5 separate regions of the Mus musculus genome follow, and regions 2, 3, 4 and 5 are each linked to region 1. The links are chromatin contacts, called in public Hi-C and promoter capture Hi-C maps. All regions are on one chromosome and are shown on one strand. Each heading gives the region's core, a stretch centred on a gene start, on an enhancer-like site or on the middle of the called end of the contact. The rest is flanking DNA. Distances are from core to core; before and after follow the strand shown.

Evidence for each region. Promoter capture Hi-C pulls out the DNA fragments that hold promoters and counts their contacts. Hi-C and Micro-C count contacts between places; a contact is called where the count stands out from the background.
Region 2: a contact with region 1 is called in a promoter capture Hi-C map of pre-B cells, with 4 times the contacts expected there. The contact joins the promoter of Csk here to the promoter of Pkm in region 1.
Region 3: a contact with region 1 is called in a Hi-C map of uterus, with 5 times the contacts expected there. The contact joins the promoter of 2700012I20Rik here to the promoter of Pkm in region 1. A contact is called at or near these places in 2 of 39 promoter capture datasets (liver and pre-B cells) and 2 of 484 Hi-C or Micro-C datasets (CD4 T cells and uterus).
Region 4: a promoter capture Hi-C map of pre-B cells shows a contact between it and region 1, with 2.6 times the contacts expected there. The contact joins the promoter of Imp3 here to the promoter of Pkm in region 1.
Region 5: a promoter capture Hi-C map of pre-B cells shows a contact between it and region 1, with 2.4 times the contacts expected there. The contact joins the promoter of Neil1 here to the promoter of Pkm in region 1. A contact is called at or near these places in 1 of 39 promoter capture datasets (pre-B cells) and 1 of 9 other capture datasets (adipose tissue).

Annotation. Positions count from the first base shown.
Region 1 is chr9:59,655,312-59,658,011 of GRCm38.p6, forward strand. Pkm (pyruvate kinase, muscle) reads left to right here and starts at 1,265. Exons shown (of 11, transcript NM_011099.4): 1 at 1,265-1,338. It overlaps Gm51708 (a long non-coding RNA gene), which reads right to left and starts at 595. Exons shown (of 4, transcript XR_003948336.1): 1 at 526-595.
Region 2 is chr9:57,644,206-57,646,905 of GRCm38.p6, forward strand. It overlaps Csk (c-src tyrosine kinase), which reads right to left and starts at 1,448. Exons shown (of 13, transcript NM_007783.3): 1 at 790-1,448.
Region 3 is chr9:57,074,676-57,077,375 of GRCm38.p6, forward strand. 2700012I20Rik (RIKEN cDNA 2700012I20 gene) reads right to left here and starts at 1,374. Exons shown (of 2, transcript NR_152107.1): 1 at 1,283-1,374; 2 at 528-1,168. It overlaps Sin3a (transcriptional regulator, SIN3A (yeast)), which reads left to right and starts at 1,701. Exons shown (of 22, transcript NM_011378.2): 1 at 1,701-1,955.
Region 4 is chr9:56,936,097-56,938,796 of GRCm38.p6, forward strand. Imp3 (IMP3, U3 small nucleolar ribonucleoprotein) reads left to right here and starts at 1,404. Exons shown (of 1, transcript NM_133976.2): 1 at 1,404-2,302. The coding sequence starts at 1,411. The coding sequence ends at 1,965.
Region 5 is chr9:57,146,902-57,149,601 of GRCm38.p6, forward strand. Neil1 (nei endonuclease VIII-like 1 (E. coli)) reads right to left here and starts at 1,404. Exons shown (of 10, transcript NM_028347.3): 1 at 1,183-1,404; 2 at 1-156. The coding sequence starts at 133.

The sequences.
Region 1 (2,700 bases), core at 15-2,514:
ATGATTTCCTCCACAGATATAACCTCCCCCTCCCCAACTTCATGTTCTTTCCACCATAATAACCAAGCATTTACTTCCCTAAACTAAGGGGACCAAGGGGACTTATAGAAGAAACTAAAAAACTTTATTTCACTACAAATTGCATTTATGTTACCCTTCCCTCTAATCAAAACTGACCGAAAATGGGATGAAGGCCTGTGATTCAACTACAAAGAAGTGTCTGCTTGAAATGGTCACACCCATCTTTTACCAAGAAAAACAAAAGAACAAAACAAAACCAAAAAAAATCCAAAACCTAAGGTACAGTCTTCCCATTTAGAATGTGGCAACATTGTATCTGCTTTCAAAACTCTGCGGAATGAAGACTAGTGTTAACAGTTGGGAAATTAGAAAATACTTTGTAGGGAAAAAATTGTTAATGCCTCCAATACTACAAATTTAAATACATACACGCCTGAGTCAAAAACCAGTGTTGACTCCTGCATAGATAATGGCTACACGTAGGTCCAGTTCTGCACTAATTACCTTGGATTGGTTTGCTGCGTCCAGGTCCAGGCATTTTAAAAGTGCAGGATTCGAGACTCAAAGTATTAACATGGGTCCAATCTAGCCCTCCTTATTAGGAGGTCGCGCTCACGTTCCAAAGAGAGACTTAAGTTCTTCCTACCCAGCCTCTAAGTCTGGAACCCTCTAGGAGGCAGCCCAGACCTTCCACCACTCTCTTGCTCCCATCACCCCAGCTTCCCGTTCCGCTCAGCCTCAGAGGGTGTACTGGGGCGGGCGCCGGGAGGGTGGAGAGTCTCCGGGCGGGGCTGGAGGAATGTCCGTGGACCTATAAATCTGGGCACCGCCCTGGTAGGCCAGGGCAGATGGGGAGACCTGGGCAAAAGGCCAAAAAGGGAACATTTTGTAGCCGATCTAAAGCAACAGGTGGCGGTGGCGCCCGGGAACCTAGGGGTGGTGGTGGCGGCGGCGGCGCTGGCCCGGTGGGCGGGCCTTGCTCCCTCACCACTTCCCCATTGGTCAACAGGATAACCCTTGAGCAAATTTGGTCTACGATGTCCTTCCGCCACGGAAGGTAGTCCTCCTCAAAAGGGCAACCTGCTTGTCCCGCCTACCCTGAGCTTCTCTCAGGAGGTGCGGGCGCCCCGTTGAGAGGCGGGGCGCCGCCGGCCGCAGCCCGGATTGGGCGAGGGGCGGGGCTGCGGAGGGATTGCGGCGGCCCGCAGCTGTGATAACCTTGAGGCCCAGTCGGCGCAGCCCCGCACAGCAGCGACTCGTCTTCACTTGACTGACGTCCGCTCTAGGTATCGCAGCAGGAACCGAAGTACGCCCGAGGTGAGCGGGGAGAACCTAAGCCATCTGTCCCCAGAGCCGATGCCCACTGGTGTGTAACGCAGGCCTGCCTGCCCACGCGGGACTCAGGCGCCAGGCATCGAGCATCCCACTCCGGGTTGGGGAGGAGCCACACTTGAGTCCAAGTCTTAATCCTCCAAATTGAGGGTGGCCGGCTAGCTCCTTTCCCACGGTCTCATTCTGCTCTCTCTTCCATCTCAATCTGGTTCCAGCCTCTTATCTTACTATTGCTATCCTCGCCACCCTGTTCTCGCCCTGCTCCGATGCTCGTCCTCCTACATCCACTACGACTTACGACCTTCCTCTTAGCTCTGTGCCCTCATAATTCGGTGCCCTCCTCTTAATCTCTACTTGAAATAATTCCCCTACTCACCCCACCCCCACCCCCCATTCAGCCTCCGCGTTCATCCTCCTTTCAGGTCAGCGTTCTCTTCCCGCGCCAGTGTTCGCAGCTCTTCGTCGCCCCTCCCCCCTCCGATCCGGTCACGTCCGCGCCGCAGCATCCTTTCAACCTCCATATCCTCGCCCCTCCCCCTCGCAGCTTTTCCCCTCCCCCCGCATTCTAGTCACGTCCGCGGACTCCTCGTGGTCCGGTGCATGGAGGTAGGATGCAGTCACTAGCGGTCCTTGGTAATGCAGCTACAAGTTACGTAACTTTTGTATTCCCGGTGGCCTGGCAAGAAAGGTTGGCCGCTATTGCTGCCTGTTTTGTGTGCCCGCAGATTTTTGGTGGTGGGCACGGGCCCTCATTGCTCTCGCGCTCCATCCTGCGGCGGAGGGGCGGCACGTACTGCGATGCGTCTGATTAATCGGTCATGCTGCTCCCACGTGCTGGCGAGGGGGAGGGTGGGCGATCAACCCATACCCGTTCCCGACAGAAACTGGAGCCCGACGCTACCAGAACACACATAGCCCACAGAGCTCGGTCTAATTAGGGAAGCAGATTTTGTCAAGTCAGTGCTATGAGGAAGATGGGGCTGCATGCACAAGGTGGCCGGCATACTGGTTTTGAAAAAGCCGGGCATCTTCTAGTCTGAAGGCTATAAAGACCCAGTAAATACCCAGTCATAGTAAGATAAGAGCTCGACCACTTTTTCCAAATCCAGGACACTGGTAGTTTGGAAAAAGTGAACCTTATAGTGAAAATCCAGTCGTGCATGGAGGCAGCTAGGTTTTGGAATCCGGTGTGATCTATTAATATTCTTAGGTTTGGCCTCTGGTCCTGTGTCACTCCAGGCTGCTAAATTACTGGTCTCCTTGTAAGTACGGGCCATCCTCGATGTAGTGACTAACCTCGGGTGAAATATCCAGAAGGGCATGCATTATATCCTTTTGGTCAATGAA
Region 2 (2,700 bases), core at 198-2,697, 2.0 Mb before region 1:
CTTGGGCCTCAGTTCCCTGCTATACAAAATGATCAAAAAAAAAAAAAAAAAACTCCTACTTAAGCTCCAAAGATCCAGTGACTGGACACACCCCTTCCAAATAACTGGTCTGGGTCCTGAGAAGCCTGGGAAAATAGACTGATGAGGATGCTGGGGGTGGGGGTGGGGGGAACGGGGTACAGTACCAATGCCCAGTGTCACCTCTACGCAGACTGGAAGCCCTGCCCAGTTTCTCCACCCAAGGGTCAGAGGTCCCTTGCTTTAAGCCTGATCCTCTGGCAGGTCAAGGGTGACAGGCTTAGTTCAAGGACCCGGCCTTCTATCAGGCACAAAGGGAGGTGGCATGGCCCTGGGCTGCTTGGAGCCAATAGAACCTCTGTGCAACGACTGAAGTAGAGTTCAGAACCAGACAAGCCAGGATACCTTCAGGGAAGCCCTGAACGGGAAAGGGCAAACGCCCGGGAGTCCGGCCCATACCACTTCTCTTCCTCCGGGGTCCAGCCACTTCCCACTCTGCTCTCCTCACGGGAGTTGGGGGGTGGGAAGGTAGGACTCTGCAGACCTAAGCCAATTCTCTCGTGGTGCTGGGTAGTACTACCTCCCTTGTGGCTCATTCCCAGTAGTGTTCTGACAGTGATTCCCGGGAGAATTCGAACCCGTTTGGGAGGTGGGGGGTTGGGGGGATGGGTGTGGGCGCGGCGGTGGTGGCTACAGAGGCGGGACGAGCGACCTCCTCCCTTCTAGGGGGCATTAGGACACCCACCTCCTTTGGGGCTGCCCAGCACTCACCTCTCTGGGGGCACTGCGGTCCAGGCCTCCTCACCGAGGGCGGCATCAGTGGCCTGCAGGACAGTCCATGCGGCCAAGGGGGAGGGGAGGGGCACAGGGGTCCCCAGGGGGTGCGGTACAAAGAGGTGTATGGATGCGAAAAGAGAGGGAAGGGGAGCCAGACAGGCAGGGGGACTGCCGCGCAGCCCCAGGCGGGGAGGGAAGAAAGGCGGGGGAAGGGGGCGGGAGGGAGTCCGGGGGGGAGGAAACAATGTAGCCGGCGCGGCCCCGGCAGAGTTCCGCTTCCGAACGCGGCCACGGAGGTTCGGTTTGGGGACGTCGCGCCGCCGCCGGGGGGCCGCCCCGGGCGTTCGATCGCCGCTCGCAGGGCTTGCCTAAGCCCCACACCCCGGAGGCTGGGCGGCCAGAGGCTGGCCAGGCGGGAGGGACGGCTGGCCCGGGGACGGCCCCGACGGCGGCGCGGCCCGGGTTGGCCCTGCTCGGACCCCACCCCGGTGGGATTCCCCGGGGCAGGGCGCAGGGTGGCGCGGAAGCGCAAGGAAGGCAGCAGGCTCAGCGGCGGCGGCCAACCTCAGCTCGCCCGGGCTCCGATGGGAGGAAGCTCGCAGGCCTGGTGAGAGGAAGCGCGGCCCGGATCCTCCGCCCGCTGCGGCGCGCCTGCGCGAGGGGGCCTGCCGGGCGAGCAGCGGGGCGTGGGTCGGCGCCCTCTGCTGGACCTTGGAGGAAATGCGGGGGGTGTGTCCGCGTCTACGCCCTGCCCCCACTTGCTGGCCTTCGCGAAGGCTCCCGAAGGTCCTTTCAGAGGGCCACCAGCATGCTAGAGCCAACCTCTCAGCTTCCTCTAGGCGAAGCTTCCTTGCTAGAGTGGAGGTTAGGCCTAGACTCTTCTGGGACAGTAAGCATGCATTTACACGGCCCCTGCTCTGTAGTCTACCACCGTCTCTGCTTCCTCCTCCTCCTTCTCCTCCTCTTCCCCCCCCCCCCCCCCCCAGCGAAGTTTTCTTTCTATAGTGGAGGCTAGGCCTAGACTCTTCTGGGACAGTAAGCATGCATTTACACAGCCCCTGCTCTGTAGTCTACCACCGTCCTTCTCCTTCCTTCTCCTCCACCTCCTTTCTCCTCTCTCCTCCTCCTCTTCTTCCTTCTCTTCCTCTTCTTCCTTCTCCTCCTTTGTAGTTTTTTTGTTATCTTTTGTTTTTCTGAGACAGGGTCTCACTATGTAGCTCTGGAACTTGCTCTGTAGACCAGGCTGGCCTCGAACTCATAAAGATCTGCCTGCTTCTTCCTCCCAAGTGCTAGAATTAAAGAGTGCATTTCCGGGCGGTGGTGGCCCACGCCTTTAATCCCAGCACTCAGGAGGCAGAGGCAGGTGGATTTCTGAATTTGAGGCCAGCCTGGTCTACAAAGTGAGTTCCAGGACAGCCAGGGCTACACAGAGAAACCCTGTCTCGAAAAACAAAACAAAACATAAAACAAACAAACAAAAAGAGTGTGCATCACCACTACCCGGCCGGAGTCCACTTCTTAAAACCTCTATATCTGCCAAATTCTCATGAGGGGTTGTTGCAAAAATATTGTCACAAAGAACAAATTGATAAACAATGAAAAAAAAAAAAAAGGTACAAGGTCCACAAGAAACAGGAAAGAAGGGAACATGGGTTGATTTTCTAGATCTGGGAACACAGCAGGGAGACCTGACTTACTTCGTGTGTAGGGGAAAGCAGAAAGAGATGCGGTCAGTCCTGCAAGCTACAGGGCCAAAGAACCACAGAGCTTCTTGGAACTCTTCCGGGCTTTATTTTCAGCTGAGATGCAATAGGGAAGTTGTCACTGGCTGTGTAACAACGTCGGACCAGTTAGCTAATCTCTGTCTGTCCTTTTCCACTGTGGTTTGGTAAAGTGAGCAAGAGC
Region 3 (2,700 bases), core at 124-2,623, 2.6 Mb before region 1:
TCATGGCACAGCGAAAGCCTCCCCAAAGCAAGGTCGGCATCGGGCCCACGCCTTACTAGTGAATAAATAAAAGAACTAGGTCTTTATTATTATTATTATTATTAATTAATTAATGTATTATATGTAAGTACACTGTAGTTGTCTTCAGACACTCCAGAAGAGAGCATCAGATTCCATTACGGATGGTTGTGAGCCACCATGTGGTTGCTGGGATTTGAACTCAGGACCTTTGGAAGAGCAGACGGCGTTCTTAGCCGCTGAGCCATCTCACCAGCCCAAGAACTAGGTATTTCAAAGCACTTTTTGTGTTCAGGCATTGTTACTTACCCAGAAGGCTTAGAGACCGCCATTAACTCACTCTGCTAAGGAGGAATGCCCACCCCCCTTTTTTTTGAAGGGCTGGCCTTAGGGTTCCTAAATTCAGACTATTCCTGCCCTTTCGCGAATGGTTGCGATTACAGCCCTTCCCCTTGAACAGTCATTCTTAAGACCATATCCTTCACACAATCTGGAATTTTTACTCCTTCTGTGAACGTAAGTGCACACTCAAGGTTTATTTATGCAGTGGTCTGTGTGAGGTTTTCAGCCTCTCTTCCTCCAGTTTAAAATGTCCCTGGATCTACCCGACCAATAGAGTATACATTTTCCCTTCATGCTCCGCCTTCCGGAGGCTTGCCCAGGCGGTGACATTTAAAGGCCTCCGCTGGGTTATCTCCGCCCCCTGAGGGCTGCAGATTCTGGTTGTCCCAGTGTCACAGTATTCAGTCAGCCCTAGTGACCAGCTAGTAATATCTGGGCTTTTGGATCAGATTAGAGCTCCAGACCTTAATTTTGGAGTCGGCTTGCTGAAAGTAGCTGCTGAGTGCTCCAGATGGCTGTGTTTAGAAGACCGTGAAAGTGTAAAAATAAGTGGGTAGGAAGGACAAGGCTTTCTGTCATTGTTTTGGTTAATTCTCCACGGCGGGTAATACTACTGCCTTTTCCTTTTCAAATCTCAAAGCCTCGGGTTTCGGCCGCTGAGCTCCCCGCCATCTCCGATCCCGGCCTTGGAACGCTGAGGTTCAGTCTCCAGTGTAAACATTCCACAAAAGGACTGCTAAGGTTCAGCATCCTCGCGCAGGGCGGAATGGTCTCCTTCCTGGACCGGCGCCGTGTCCAATGGCGGCTCCTACCGGCGCCAAGATAGTCCAATCAGATCATTGGGGGCGGGGCCTGGCCCAGCCGTGTAGTGGGTGGAGTCGGCCTCACTTAAGGACATTTTTACCCCACATTGGTTACTTACCTTCCTGGGGCTATGAGAGAAGCAAAGGTAGTCTTCCAATGCAGGGACCGGCGGAGGCGGGAGCCGATTTGTTAGGCCTGTGGCTGGGGCGGTATGGGGAGGGATATGTGAGACTCTCCAATGAGATGTGAAGAGGTACTCCTCTTCCTCCAATAGTATTAGAGCCCGGAGGAGGGATTCGGCAATCAGTCTCCAATAGGCGGGGTTGAGTTAGGGACTCTCCCCGCCAATAGGGGCGTGGAGAAGGTGAGCGGCTCGCTCTCCCCTCCCAGCGAGGGAAGAGGGCGGGAGTAGGTCTTTGCGGCATAGTGATTGGCTAAACCATTGACGGATGGGTAATATATCCCGTGGCGGAGCGAGGTTAAGCCTTCCCTCGGCGGGGCGGGCCGGGAGAGTGGGCGGGATTTCCCGGGTAACAGAGAAGCGGCCGCGGCGGTAGAGGCGGCAGAGACGGTTTCTCCATCTTCCCCCCTCCCCTTCCCCCCTTAGAGTTTCCCTCCCTCCCTCCCTCCTTCCCAGTCTGGGCACCCAGGCCTGTGACCGCTTCGTGGGCGCAAAGGAGGTTGCCAGTCCGCTCTTGCGGGCCTGTGCCCGCGCCGTTCCGGGGCCTCCGTGCTGGGTGCGAGGCTCACGCCGGGAGCGACGCACAGGCTGAGTGGCTGGAGCTTTTGCGGTGAGAGCACGCCGCACCGCGGTCCGCCCAGCAGCTGGGTGGCGGGTAACCCGGGACTGGAGGGCGTGTGTTTTTCGGGGGGGCTGACCTCGGCTTCCCGTGCGTGGCTGTGGGGGGCGGAGCGGAGCCGCACTCAGTGCGGGAGGGGGAGGAGAGCGTAGTCCCGGTGCGCACGGAGGGGCGGGTCCTAGTCCCGCCGATCAGAGGCGGGGCCGGCGCGCGTGCGGTGGTGGAGAAAGGGGCGGGACGGGCTCGCGCTAAAGGCCCGCGGCTGTGACCCCGCCCCTTCTCCCTTATGGGCGGGACCACTGGCTGAACTGCTTTGGGTCCGCGGGGCGTGCGGGACGGGAAGAGGGTCCCGGCGTGTGGCTTTCAGGGCGCGGTGGCGAGGGGGCGTGAAGCCTGTGTTCCCCCGCCTTAGCGGGATCCGGTTGGCCGGAAGGCGCGTCCGGGGCTGTGATGCCACGCCCCTCCCGCCCCGCCCCCTCCGGGATTTCCGCCTCCTTAGCAGTGAAGAGGAGCTGGGGAAAGCCCGCTGTGGCGTCTGGCAGGGGGTCAGGGCTCCGTGTCTGCTCCTCCCAGCATCCCCGTGGGTGGGAGGGCCCCTTGTAGACTGGGAACGGTGGAGGTGTCCGGACTTTATGCTGTGGCTTCTTCATCCATTCTGCTTGGGGCATCGTGGCCCGTAGCTGTAGTCTTCTACTTTGCTTCACACACCATGGATGGCGCCTTAACAGCTAGGGAG
Region 4 (2,700 bases), core at 154-2,653, 2.7 Mb before region 1:
TCAGTAGAAATTCTTCTGGCCTTCGTTCTGCTTCTGTGATTTCAGACAGGAATTGTTTACCAGACTGTTCACCTCTTACAGATGAAGGTTAGGACTCCTACTTACACTCTGAATTTCTCATCATTGATGGGTACCATCAGTCACTGAGGATTGCAGAAACAATCTCCAGACATACCTGAGTAACACTTTAACTCCAGCACTTGGAGGCAGAGGTAAATGGATCTCTTTGAGTTTAAGGACAGCCTGGTCTATATAAAAATTACCAGGACAGATAGTACTAGAGACATTCTGTCTCAAAAAATAAAATAAAGTAAGACAGCCATGGTGGCACATGCTCACTCATAATCTCATCCTTTTGGATTGAATCTGGTTATATTGTGGTGAATTCATGGCTGACCTGGGCTACCTAAGGAAACTGTGTCAAAAAAATAAGAGGCAGGAATGCTTCCAATCCTGATTGTTTGGTACTACTGCCAGTCCAGTGACAGATCTCATGCTGGCCAGGATGGGACTATTTGTCAACTCTGGGGACCACTGGAACTGAGACATTTGCAGAGTTCTAATCACGTTTTTTGACAGAGATAATCCTCTTATTTATTTATTAGCATTCCACTCTTCTAAAGTTGTGTATGCTTTAAAAAAAAAAGATTTGTTTTATGTGTATCAGTGCTCTTAGCTGCATGTACATGTGCATGTCAGAAAAGAGCATCAGATCACATTATAGATGGTTGTGAACCACTATGTGGGCGATGGGACTTGAACTCATGACCTCCGGAAGAGCAGCCGTGCTGTTAACTGCTAAGCCATCTTTCCAGAGTTGGAGAGATAGCTCAGCCATTAAATAATAGGCTCACAACCAAAACTATGAGACAACTCTTTTAAAGGCAGTAACCTCTCTCTCTGGAAACTGACATCTACAGCTATTGACGGAGCAGACTCTCTTCAGTCACCAAAGACAGAACTCTGAGAGTAAACTAGGTGCTGCCAAGATGGCTCAGCGGTTAAGAGCACTTGACTGCTCTTCCAAAGGTCCAGAGTTCAATTCCCAGGAAAACCACAAACAGGGGATCTGAAGCTCTCTTCCGGTATGAAGACAGAGCAATCATATACACAAAATACGTAAATGAATAAATATTTAAAAACAAAACACAACACTGGACTAGACTAGTTGCATACGCACTGCATGCAAGGAAAAGTGTATTCGCAGGACACGGCTCTCCTTCCGCAATTCTTTCTCCCCCGCTCCCCTTTCAAAACAGGAAGTTCCAGAGTTGGACGAATGAAAAACCGGGGGCGTGTCTTTAACCAATCTTTTGATTGGTCCAGTGATCTAGAGGCGGGGTCTTTCTACGTCGAGGCGGAAATTACGCTAGATTTTCAACGTATTCCCTTTCTCCCGCATTCTCCATCATGGTGCGGAAGCTTAAGTTCCACGAGCAGAAGCTGCTGAAACAGGTGGACTTCCTAAACTGGGAAGTCACCGACCACAACCTCCACGAACTGCGTGTGCTGCGGCGGTACCGGCTGCAGCGGCGCGAGGAGTACACGCGCTACAACCAGCTGAGCCGAGCGGTGCGCGAGCTGGCGCGGCGCCTGCGCGACCTGCCGGAACGCGACCCATTCCGCGTGCGCGCCTCGGCGGCGCTGTTGGACAAGCTGTACGCTATGGGCCTGGTGCCCACGCGCGGCTCACTGGAACTCTGCGACTCCGTCTCGGCCTCGTCCTTCTGCCGCCGCCGCTTGCCTACTTTGCTCCTCAAGCTACGCATGGCGCAGCATCTCCAAGCTGCTGTGGCTTTTGTGGAGCAGGGTCATGTCCGCGTGGGCCCAGACGTGGTCACTGATCCCGCCTTTCTCGTCACTCGCAGCATGGAGGACTTTGTCACCTGGGTGGACTCATCCAAGATCAAGCGGCACGTGTTGGAGTACAATGAGGAGCGCGATGACTTTGATCTAGATGCCTAGCGAGTCTTCTTGTCCTGGCTTCTCAGCTACAGGTCACTGAACCGGGGATGGGGAGGATTGCCCCGGTGTACTGGGAATTTTTCCTAGAATTTGGACTGACAATTAAGTGACTGTGTCTTGAGAGACAGTGGGAAGCAGTTTTGTACCGCACTGGGGATTGCTAGCTTCTTGTGCCTTAAACTTTGTGGTGTAGAAGCAGGAATGTTACCTCTTCCCCTTTGCTTTCATCTTGAAATAGGACCGTCTGGATGGAGAGTTTGAGTTCAGTATATTTATATCGTTTAAAGAAACCCTTTCCTAATGCCAATAAATGTCCCACCGACGTTGTTTAAGTGCACATTTTTGTCTGGTCGTTCTTCTTACCTAGGGTCCTACATAGCCATATCTATTATCTTGCTAGCTGAAGAGCCTAAGGGCAGGAAAAGGGTTGAAGGCGTGAGGCTTTGGAGCCTCACGTGGAGGTTGCAGGATGTTGTACAAGCTGGGCAGATTTGTCACTTAACCAGTCCTTTTCTCGGAATGAATGTTTTGGCAGAGCTTTTATCCACAAGACTTCCTGTTGATATTCCAGCCCCAGGAAATACCATATTAAAGTCCTGGAGTGTTTGCTTGCCTAAGGAAATGATCGCCCTGTAGTTTGGCCAGCTAGTGGTTAGAAGGGACCCAGGAGGTTCCTGAAAACAGATGTTCTTCAAGGTCCTGGCTTCAGAGTTAAGGACACCCCCCCCCCCAAAA
Region 5 (2,700 bases), core at 154-2,653, 2.5 Mb before region 1:
AGGCACTGCTCTCAAAGGGCACCTCCGGGTTCCGGCTGACAGAGGACTTCTCCACACACCCACCAAATACCAGCCCCTTACATGTCTCATTCACAAAGTGGCTGGCCAGGTGCAGCTCTGGGCCCTCTGGCATTCTGAAGGAGGAATGGCTGGGCCCTGTAGTAGGAAGAGGACAACAGGTCGTGCCAGAAATGTCTTGTTCAGTAGGAATTATTACCAAGTTTGTACAGAGGAAAAGTCAGAGACACAGAGAGGCATAGCGCCATATAGGATAGGCAAAGAAATGGTGGCCTGGCCACCCATCCAAGGTACTGGGTACCAGGAAGCTGAAGCTGGGAGGCACATGGCTGTCTTGCTCACTGGTGCTTTCCTTCCATGGCCTCCACACCTCGCTTTAGAATACAGTTCAGATTCTTGCTGGAGCCTATTACCTTGTGTCCCCCAATCCCTCCTACCCACTTACAAACCTGTTCCTCCCCAACTCCTGGCCTTTGCCCCTGCTGCCTCCCATCCCACACACAGTAGGAAGTTTGAAGGAGGCCTTCTCTCTCCCTAATCCACATCTTAACTTAGGAGCTCCCAAAGTTCAAAGCTACTCAGCATCTGTTCTAGCACCTCACGGCACCCAAGGCAAAGCTCGGGTCACTCATCCACTACAGCTCAATCAGGCCCTGAATCTGTCTACATCCATGGAGGTAGAAACTCAAATGTGCGCTGGACCAATGGGATTGACCTAGCCTGCCATGGTCACCCAGGCAGAAGAGAGAGGCTTTCTCCCGGCTGCCTTCTTGTCAGGACAGGAGGCAGAAGTAGGAGAAGGGTAAGCTCCAATCTGTGCACAGCCCTGTTCTCATGGATCCCTGGGGTGCCAGGAAGGACAGGGCTCTCGTTCTTTGTCCTCACCACCCTCCTCTATCCCTCACCTCGCGCTTTGCTACTAGCAAGATCTGAGGAGAAGGTAGGTAGGGAAGACGGGCGGTTTTAAAGTAGACGCGTTGGGGGCTTGGCACCAAAAAGGGTTCGGTTTGCGGAAAACCTTCAGAGTCCTAGTTTTGCGAGGTGTGAGATAGCGCACACACCCAACAAAATTTTGGTTTCTCTGTCTTTCCCGGGCTCCCAGATCCTTTAGATCTTCACCTTTACTGAGACCCCGAATCGCCCCCATTAAAGTTGAATGAATACCTGCTCTGGTTACTGCTCAACCTGAGGCAGCAGCCAGTAAGGGGTTAATCCCAGCAGTCTGCCGAACTTCAGAGCACGCTGGGAAAGGCTAGAGACACTCTGGTACCTGCTGGGAAATGTAGTTTTCTCAGGCAGGCGGCGCAGTATGGAATGGAGTTCCTTATTTATGAGAATCCCGGGTGTTGGGCAAGCTTTGGAGCAGTCGCGTAACCCGGAGGTGACGAAAGAACTGTGAGCAGAGCCTTGTTCCGAACTGGTGCCCGGAGTCGCAGCTGCGTCTGCAGTTGAAGTCACCAGTTAGCCTGGCCAGGATTGACGCCAGCAGCCGGAAACGGCGCTGTGTAGAGCCACAAGCAGCTGTATGCGAGGCATACACAGGTGCAAGATAAACAATCCCTGGGGACCCAAGATGGCCGTGTCAATGAGCAGTCAGATGTAACATATAAACAACTTTATCACGGCCTGCGGGAGCTAGGGGGCCGAGAGGGGGGAGTGCATCCGGCAATACCACAGGGGCTTATATCTGGGGCAGCACTAGGTAAAGTCAGGAGTTAGGCACAAAAGCTTGGTTTGACTGTCACAACCTCAGGCAAAAAAAAAAAAAAAAAAAGTGTCGGCAAGATACCTTTTGCCAGGCACAAGGGATCGATTCAAAGTTCAGGAACAGAAGCTGAGGAAGGCCTGTGTGGCTGCCGCAGGGGTGAGTGGTGATGGGTAGGCTAGGGGAGAACAAGAGGAGAGAAACATTGGTGAGGCTAAGCCTCAAACGTCCCTGGGAGATGGAAGCAGCATTATTAAAACGTATAAAAGAGAAAGAAAGCCTCTGCAGGTGCGTTGTGCTGACCAACAGCGGAGACTCACCCTTTTACACACTTATTTCTCTTGTTCCTCCAGTCACCCATTTACTCATTTCTTATATTTTTTAGGAGAGGACGGTTAAAGAGAGGGTCTTGCTATGTATTCCTCATTGTCCTGGGCCTCAGACTGGTTCCCAGCTTCCCCTGATCTTCTCTTCAGCCTCCTCAGTAAGAACTGGGATGATAGGAAAGGGCCACTGTCGTGGTTTGAATGAGAATGGCCTCCACAGGCTTCCCGTCTCATCAGGCGGCTGTACTCACGTGTTCAAGCATGAACTAGCAAGCTCGCACACACATGGGGTGGGGAGGGAGATGATAAAAATGTCTTAAGAAACACAGCGTGTGGAATATAAGCAGAGTGGAATATTATACACTGCCTGCCACAGGTAGCAGCATAGGTGATTTTGAGGATATTATGCTAGGTGGTAGGTAGGTCAGTTACAGAAGGACAAACACTGAGATTCCATTTATGTGAGAAGTCCACATTAATCAGACACACAGAGTGAGGAGAAAGATTGTTGAAGATGGGGTAGGGGAGGAGAGGTTGATAGTAGGAATAAAGTTCCAGTTGCCTAAGATGAGCAAGTGCAGCATGCGGTCTGTAGCTAACACTGTTGTACAGCAAACTCTCTGTTGGATTCTTTTTTATTGTCGTTGTGCT